Linked DNA regions of Gossypium arboreum: region 1 is linked to region 2. A link is a contact called in public Hi-C data. All regions are on one chromosome and are shown on one strand. The core of a region is the stretch at or near the end of the contact, and the rest is flanking DNA. Distances in the headings are between cores, read along the strand shown. Region 1 holds the start of LOC108479276 (bZIP transcription factor 11-like). Region 2 holds the start of LOC108478730 (probable leucine-rich repeat receptor-like protein kinase At1g35710).

Region 1 (3,088 bases), core at 47-2,546, 270 kb before region 2:
TTCGACCCGTCCAAGAGAATTACTGTCACAGAAGCACTCCAACATCCTTACATGGCAACACTATATGATCCAAGGTGCAATCCACCAGCCCGAGTCCCGATTAATCTCGACATTGATGAAAACATGGGAGAAGAAATGATTAGGGAGATGATGTTAAGTGAGATGCTTCACTACCACCCAGAGGCTGCGTCAAGAAATGCTTACACCACATTGTTTTAGCTTTGCTTACAGAAACAGTATTGGTATTGGTATAGAGAATTCTACCTTGGAGCTTACCAATTGAGCAAAACATTTTGTCTTTTAACACCTTGTTAATTAGTTCGGGTTTTGAAATAAAATAAATCGGGTTGAAATAGTTTTGGATTTTTACTTTTCCTGTTCAAGCATTAAGGCTTAATCAAGGTTAAACACAGCTTTAGACCCTGGTTAGTCAAAACCATAGTTGTGGCTTGAAGGTTCCTTCAAATATATCAATTTAATCATAGCTTGCGCCCACATTTTAGTCTAAAAAGTAAAATAAACAATGTTTGCAATTTGCAGCAACTAGGAATCTTCTGTGGCATATGCATGTGTTTGAAAGGATTCTAAATCAAATATCTGCTGTTGTGTTGAACGACTTAATTAATTATTTATTATTTCCCTTGGGAAAAATTCAAAAGATTAATGTGGTCAGTTCAAAGTCTAAACCAGCCAGCCAGCCAGCCAACAATTTCAATATTGTTAAAAGAAATTAATGAGTTGTGGTACATTGGATGTCCAGATTTTTTGGATTCTTAAAATATTTAAGTAAATAAAGGTAATTAAGAGATGAATAAAGAATTTACATTATATACTACTGACACAGTAAACAAAAGATTAGTTAAAGGGAATCTTAAATATAAAATTGTTTTGAGAGCGCCATAATCAGCTCCTGGGTCTTTGCAGGGGCCACATGCTTTACACCAGACCAGCCATGAGCTTGAAATTTAAGAATAATAATGGCAAACATAAAACACTAGTGCCTGCATTTTTTTATGGGGACCAATCTTCAGAAATCCGACATGAACGCATGTGACTTGTACGGCTTATATAGAGACTCCGTGAAGAACAGTGTCCTTTTTCCCATGGAAGCACTATTGGTTTACTTTACCATTTTCTTGAATTAGCTTGTTAGAACACAACATAAATTGCAATCCAGAAATGAAGATTTACTGCAACCTGCCAGGCTAGCAAGAAAACGACTGTCTGAAGCCGACAGAAGTAGAAAAAAAAAAAAAAAAAAAACCCTTAACATTACATGACACTGTTGTAGCCATTCATTGTTTTTACAGTGGGGTAACTAAGCAAGCTTGCCAACATCAATTTTGCAACTGCTACTTGCTAATGAAAAGACCATACTTTCAACTTTCTAGTTTTTATCTGTTTTAAATTTCCAGTGGGCATTTTCCTGTCTATAAAATTCACAATAAAATACTTCATCAACCTCTTTACTTTCTCATCTCATCTTGATTTCCCTTTTAGCTTTTAACAAACTCCTTTCTTTCTCTAGATCTCTCGTCCTTCCATGTCTGGTTTTCTTTTTATCTTACATTAATATAATCAATATCTCATAGTTCTTTTCTTGTTGTTTCTCTTATTTGTGTGTTTTTGAATGCTCATCAACATCTTGTTCCTGATGTTTGAGGACTCATGTCTCCCGTACTCAGTGAAATCCTCCTTTCTGGGTTTATGATCAACTCTACTCTGAGGCGCAGGACCCATCTTGTTCAATCTTTCTCTGTTGTTTTCCTTTACTGGTTCTACGTTTTTTCATGAACTCTCTCTCTCTCTTTCTCTCTCTCCTTCTGATTGTAAACCCATAGCCCGCCCTTATTTTCTTCAGCTTTTCTTCACCATTTTTCATATAGAATTCCACATCTGAGTTTCTTTGCATAATAAAATTTCTGGGTTCTGAGGCCAGTTGTTGTTTCTTTTGTTTTGTTTGTTATAATTGTTGTTGTTACTTATGGCTACTTCAAGCAGTGGAGCATCCTCAGGTTCAAGCACGCTGAGAAGCTCGAGTTCATCGGAGGATTTTCAGCCGATTTTGGATGAAAGGAAGCGCAAGAGAATGCTATCCAATAGGGAATCTGCACGTCGCTCTCGGATGCGTAAACAGAAGCACCTGGATGAACTGATGGCCCAAGTTTCTAATCTCACCAACCACAATAACCAGATCCACACAAGCATCAATGTCACCACGCAGCTTTACTCCAACGTTGAGGCTGAGAACTTGGTTCTTAGAGCTCAGATGACTGAGCTCAGCAACAGGTTGCAATCTCTCAATGAAATCATTCATTTCATAAACTCCAGCAATGCGGTTCTCCAAAATGACACTAACTTTGACCAGGCGGCCTACTGTCATCCTCATCATCAGCTCAATGATGATAGTTTAATGAATCCATGGAATTTTTCCACAACCAATCAACCCTTTATGCCTTCTGCTGACATGATGATGTATTGATTGATTAATCAGGTCTTTGCAGTGTACCCTGGCTTTCTGGTTGTTCATTGATGTTGCTCTTTTTATCTTTTACTAGTGCTTTCAAATGCCCCAGAGTTCTTTTCTTTTATTTCCCTCGTTTTACTTGTATTATTTATGTTGTATTTAGAAATTCAAATTGCAATGCAGATGCATTTTCAGTTACACTGCGTTTATTATTATTATGAATGTAATAAATACCACCACAATCAATTATGATGATTGAAATTGAAAAAAATAATCAAGACTTAACAAAATTTATGGTAAAACTTTCTTGAACTTCAAAACAAGTTACATGATCCACCTCCATTCTCAATCCAAATCTGCATAACATAAATCATACAAAGTCGAGAACTATGAGCCTAAAAATCTTCGATCTCTTGGAATTCCAGAGTGTTGTAACTTCTATTACAGCCATCTTTCACTCAACTGTCGGGTGATCTTTGGTAGTCAAGACTATAAAACGAAACTACTTTTTTACCGTGGACCAGATGAAGCACGAGGTTTACCCTTCATTGAATTTAAGTGTTGAGTGACAAAGAGTACTCCCATCACAAGTAAAAGGCAACCGACCAGTGTGCTGAAAAA
Region 2 (3,126 bases), core at 139-2,638:
TATTTGCCTACAACGCCGCCACCTTCTTTAGTCCAAATTTCCATGAGGAACAACATGATTGAAGGCACAATCCCTCCAAGTCTTAAATATTTGAACTTTCTGCAAGTATTAGACCTGAGTCACAATAAACTCACCGGCTCAGTCCCTTATTTCCTCTTTAACCACCCATCTCTTCAACAACTCACTCTCGCATTCAACTCCTTTGATTCTTTACAAGCTCCCTCTAATCTAGGCACCCAAAGTGAGCTTATTGCTGTTGACTTGAGCAATAACGAGCTCCAAGGCTGGTTACCTCCTTTCTTGCCATTAGTGCCAAAGCTGTCAGCTTTATCCATGGAAAACAACAAGTTTTCGGGTATGATCCCTATCCAATACGCATTGAGAGCGGCTCTGCCTGCCTCCGGAATTGCCCCGTTTGCAAGACTGTTGCTTGGAGGGAACTACTTGTTCGGACCAATTCCAGGGCCATTGCTGGTACTCAAACCAGACACTGCAAATGTCAGCCTTGCGGACAACTGCTTGATCAGGTGCCCATCGCGTTTCTTTTTCTGCCAAGGTGCTGACCAGAAATCTTTAATGGAATGCAAGAGTTTTGGTTCTGTAATCCCTTGAATCATGTTATTTCAGCAATGTTTTTAGTTGAAACATCCATGTGTGTCTTTCTTGTCTAAGATTCCTTCTCTATTGTTCTCAGTTCGGGCTTGTTAGTTTTCAGTTTGTTAGTGGGAAATCTAAAAGAAAATCTTTGTTTTCGCATAAATTGTAATAATTTTGTATATTTTCAATATTTTGATTTTGCTCACATGGTCTTATGGGCGTGGGGGTATACGCTAGTAAACAATATAGTACTTGGGCCCTACTTGTCCTTTGAGGCTTATCAGATAGGTCCAGATAATTGCCAACCTTATTCGGTTTATTTTAGGTAACTCTTGGCCCAATTAAAGGACTTATTGCACCAATTAGTGGCTTGGATTGATAAATTTGATTACTTGAAATGTTTTGTAAGAATAATCTGCCTTTTCGTATGAACAAAGCTATGCTTCCTTATCATATCCCGTGACTGTAGAGAAATAAATGACCTGAAAGGCACAGTTCAAAGTGCATGTCGAGACAATTTTTTCCCCCCTCGCTTGTATTTACAGCTATGAAATACAGAATCAATGAAGCTGTGGGTATATATCACCTGTTGAAATATGCATGAGTTGTGATACCATTAATGCTTTACATGAATGGAGCCCGCGAATATTATTACGCTTTCAGGTCCCGCTCCCATGTAAAAATGAGATTACTGTTAACTATTCATTGGTCGAAAGTGGGATCAAACTTATCATGTCTGCAAACACAGTGCAATAATTTTTACTGGTTCCTTAACTCAAAAGCTAAGCCGATGGTCATCAATCATCATGCTTCAGTTCATAGACAAATACAAAGGATGCTAAAAAATATAATTAAGTATTTACTTTGATTCATTTGTTGCTTAAACATTAAGATCCAAAATTTTATCACAGCCGCCTCTTCCAGGTTGGCCAATAGGCTTATATTGTATGCAACTGGCTGGAAGTTCCCCCGATAGGCTAATATCCATTAATATTAACTTAATGAAAGCCGGATTAATCACATGGCAGCACTGTTTTCAATATCTGGCAACTTGCCTTCAAATGAATATATAATAAGATTGGACTTTCAGGTTCATGATTTCATAGTCATCAATGGAGATTTCATTTCATAACAATATGTTTTCTCTACTTCTTTTGCTCTTACCGTCACTATCTTTCTCACCATCAGCCTGGGCGGCCTGCAATGCAGTGGACAAAGAAGCATTACTGGGATTCAAGCGCACCATCACAGCTGACCCTTCACGACTATTGCAATCATGGATATCATCAACTGATTGCTGCACATCCTGGAAAGGGGTCGCTTGCAATTCTGTGGGAAGAGTTGTCAATGTCACACGCTCGGGCCTTGTTTCGGATGACGACGACCTTTTGGATACATTCATGAATGGAACTTTGTCTCCCTCCCTTGGGAACCTATCCTATCTTCAACTTCTTGACCTTAGCAATCTCAAAAACTTGAATGGACCAATACCACTGGAATTTGGCAAGTTAAGGCGTCTTACTCATCTTTTTCTCAATTCAAACCAGCTTACAGGGTCGATACCGGCAACATTCAAGCACTTATCTCGGCTGGAAAGGCTTTTCCTCAACAACAACCATATTTCTGGTATTATACCTTTCTCTGTTATTGGATCCTTAACAGCACTCACCGAACTTGGTCTTTCGGAAAACCAATTGAGAGGATCAATTCCAGCAACAATAGGGAAGTTGGTATTATTGACAAAGCTTGATCTTCATGCTAACAATCTTTCTGGCAGTTTGCCTACAACTATAGGCAAGCTTAAGAGCCTCAAATATCTGGACTTATCCCAAAACACGATAAAAGGCAGCATTCCTAAATCCATAAGAGGACTTTCAGCATTAGTACTCCTAGATCTCAATCAAAACCAGATTACAGGAAGCATCCCTTCATCGATTTCGGGGCTCATCTCTCTTCAGTTTTGCCGCATATCAGAAAACAAGCTGACAGGAAGTTTACCTCCATCCATTGGCCACCTCCCAAGCATTCAGAGGCTAATCCTTGAGAACAACAAGCTAACTGGGAAATTACCAGCTACAATGGGCCACCTTGTCACTCTTACTGAATTATTCTTGTCGAATAATCGTATTACCAGCAAGATTCCTTCTAGTTTCAGCAATTTGCAAAGCCTTCAAACATTAGATTTATCTAGAAACCATCTCTCTGGTGAACTTCCTACAGAGCTGGCCAAGTTGCAGAACTTACAGACATTGGATCTGTCGTTTAATCCTCTTGGACTAGTTAGCATACCAAAATGGTTTGCTAAATTGAAACTTTTTCGGCTTATGTTGGCGAAAACTGGGATTAGAGGGTCTCTTCCGAGGTGGTTATCTTCTACATCCATTTCTACGCTAGATTTATCAGCTAATGCTTTGACAGGGAAACTACCGCCTTGGATTGGGAATATGACCAGCCTTTCTTTACTTAATTTATCAAATAACGGCCTTCACTCATCAATTCCAGCTGAATTCAAGAATCTTAGGCGTCTAA

Evidence for each region. A called contact is a pair of places that touch in the nucleus more often than the background predicts.
Region 1: a contact with region 2 is called in a Hi-C map of leaf, with 3 times the contacts expected there. The contact joins the promoter of LOC108479276 here to the promoter of LOC108478730 in region 2. A contact is called at or near these places in 2 of 5 Hi-C or Micro-C datasets (both in leaf).

What each region holds. Positions count from the first base shown.
Region 1 is chr12:14,840,476-14,843,563 of ASM2569848v2, reverse strand. LOC108479276 (bZIP transcription factor 11-like) reads left to right here and starts at 1,296. Exons shown (of 1, transcript XM_017781775.2): 1 at 1,296-2,665. The coding sequence starts at 1,985. The coding sequence ends at 2,482. It overlaps LOC108477328 (mitogen-activated protein kinase 7-like), which reads left to right. Exons shown (of 3, transcript XM_017779833.2): 3 at 1-355. The coding sequence ends at 219. It overlaps LOC108479275, which reads right to left. Exons shown (of 13, transcript XM_017781773.2): 13 at 2,758-3,088. The coding sequence ends at 2,978.
Region 2 is chr12:14,572,546-14,575,671 of ASM2569848v2, reverse strand. It overlaps LOC108478730 (probable leucine-rich repeat receptor-like protein kinase At1g35710), which reads left to right and starts at 1,388. Exons shown (of 1, transcript XM_017781200.2): 1 at 1,388-3,126. The coding sequence starts at 1,710. LOC108479949 (probable inactive leucine-rich repeat receptor kinase XIAO) reads left to right here. Exons shown (of 1, transcript XM_017782823.2): 1 at 1-760. The coding sequence ends at 612.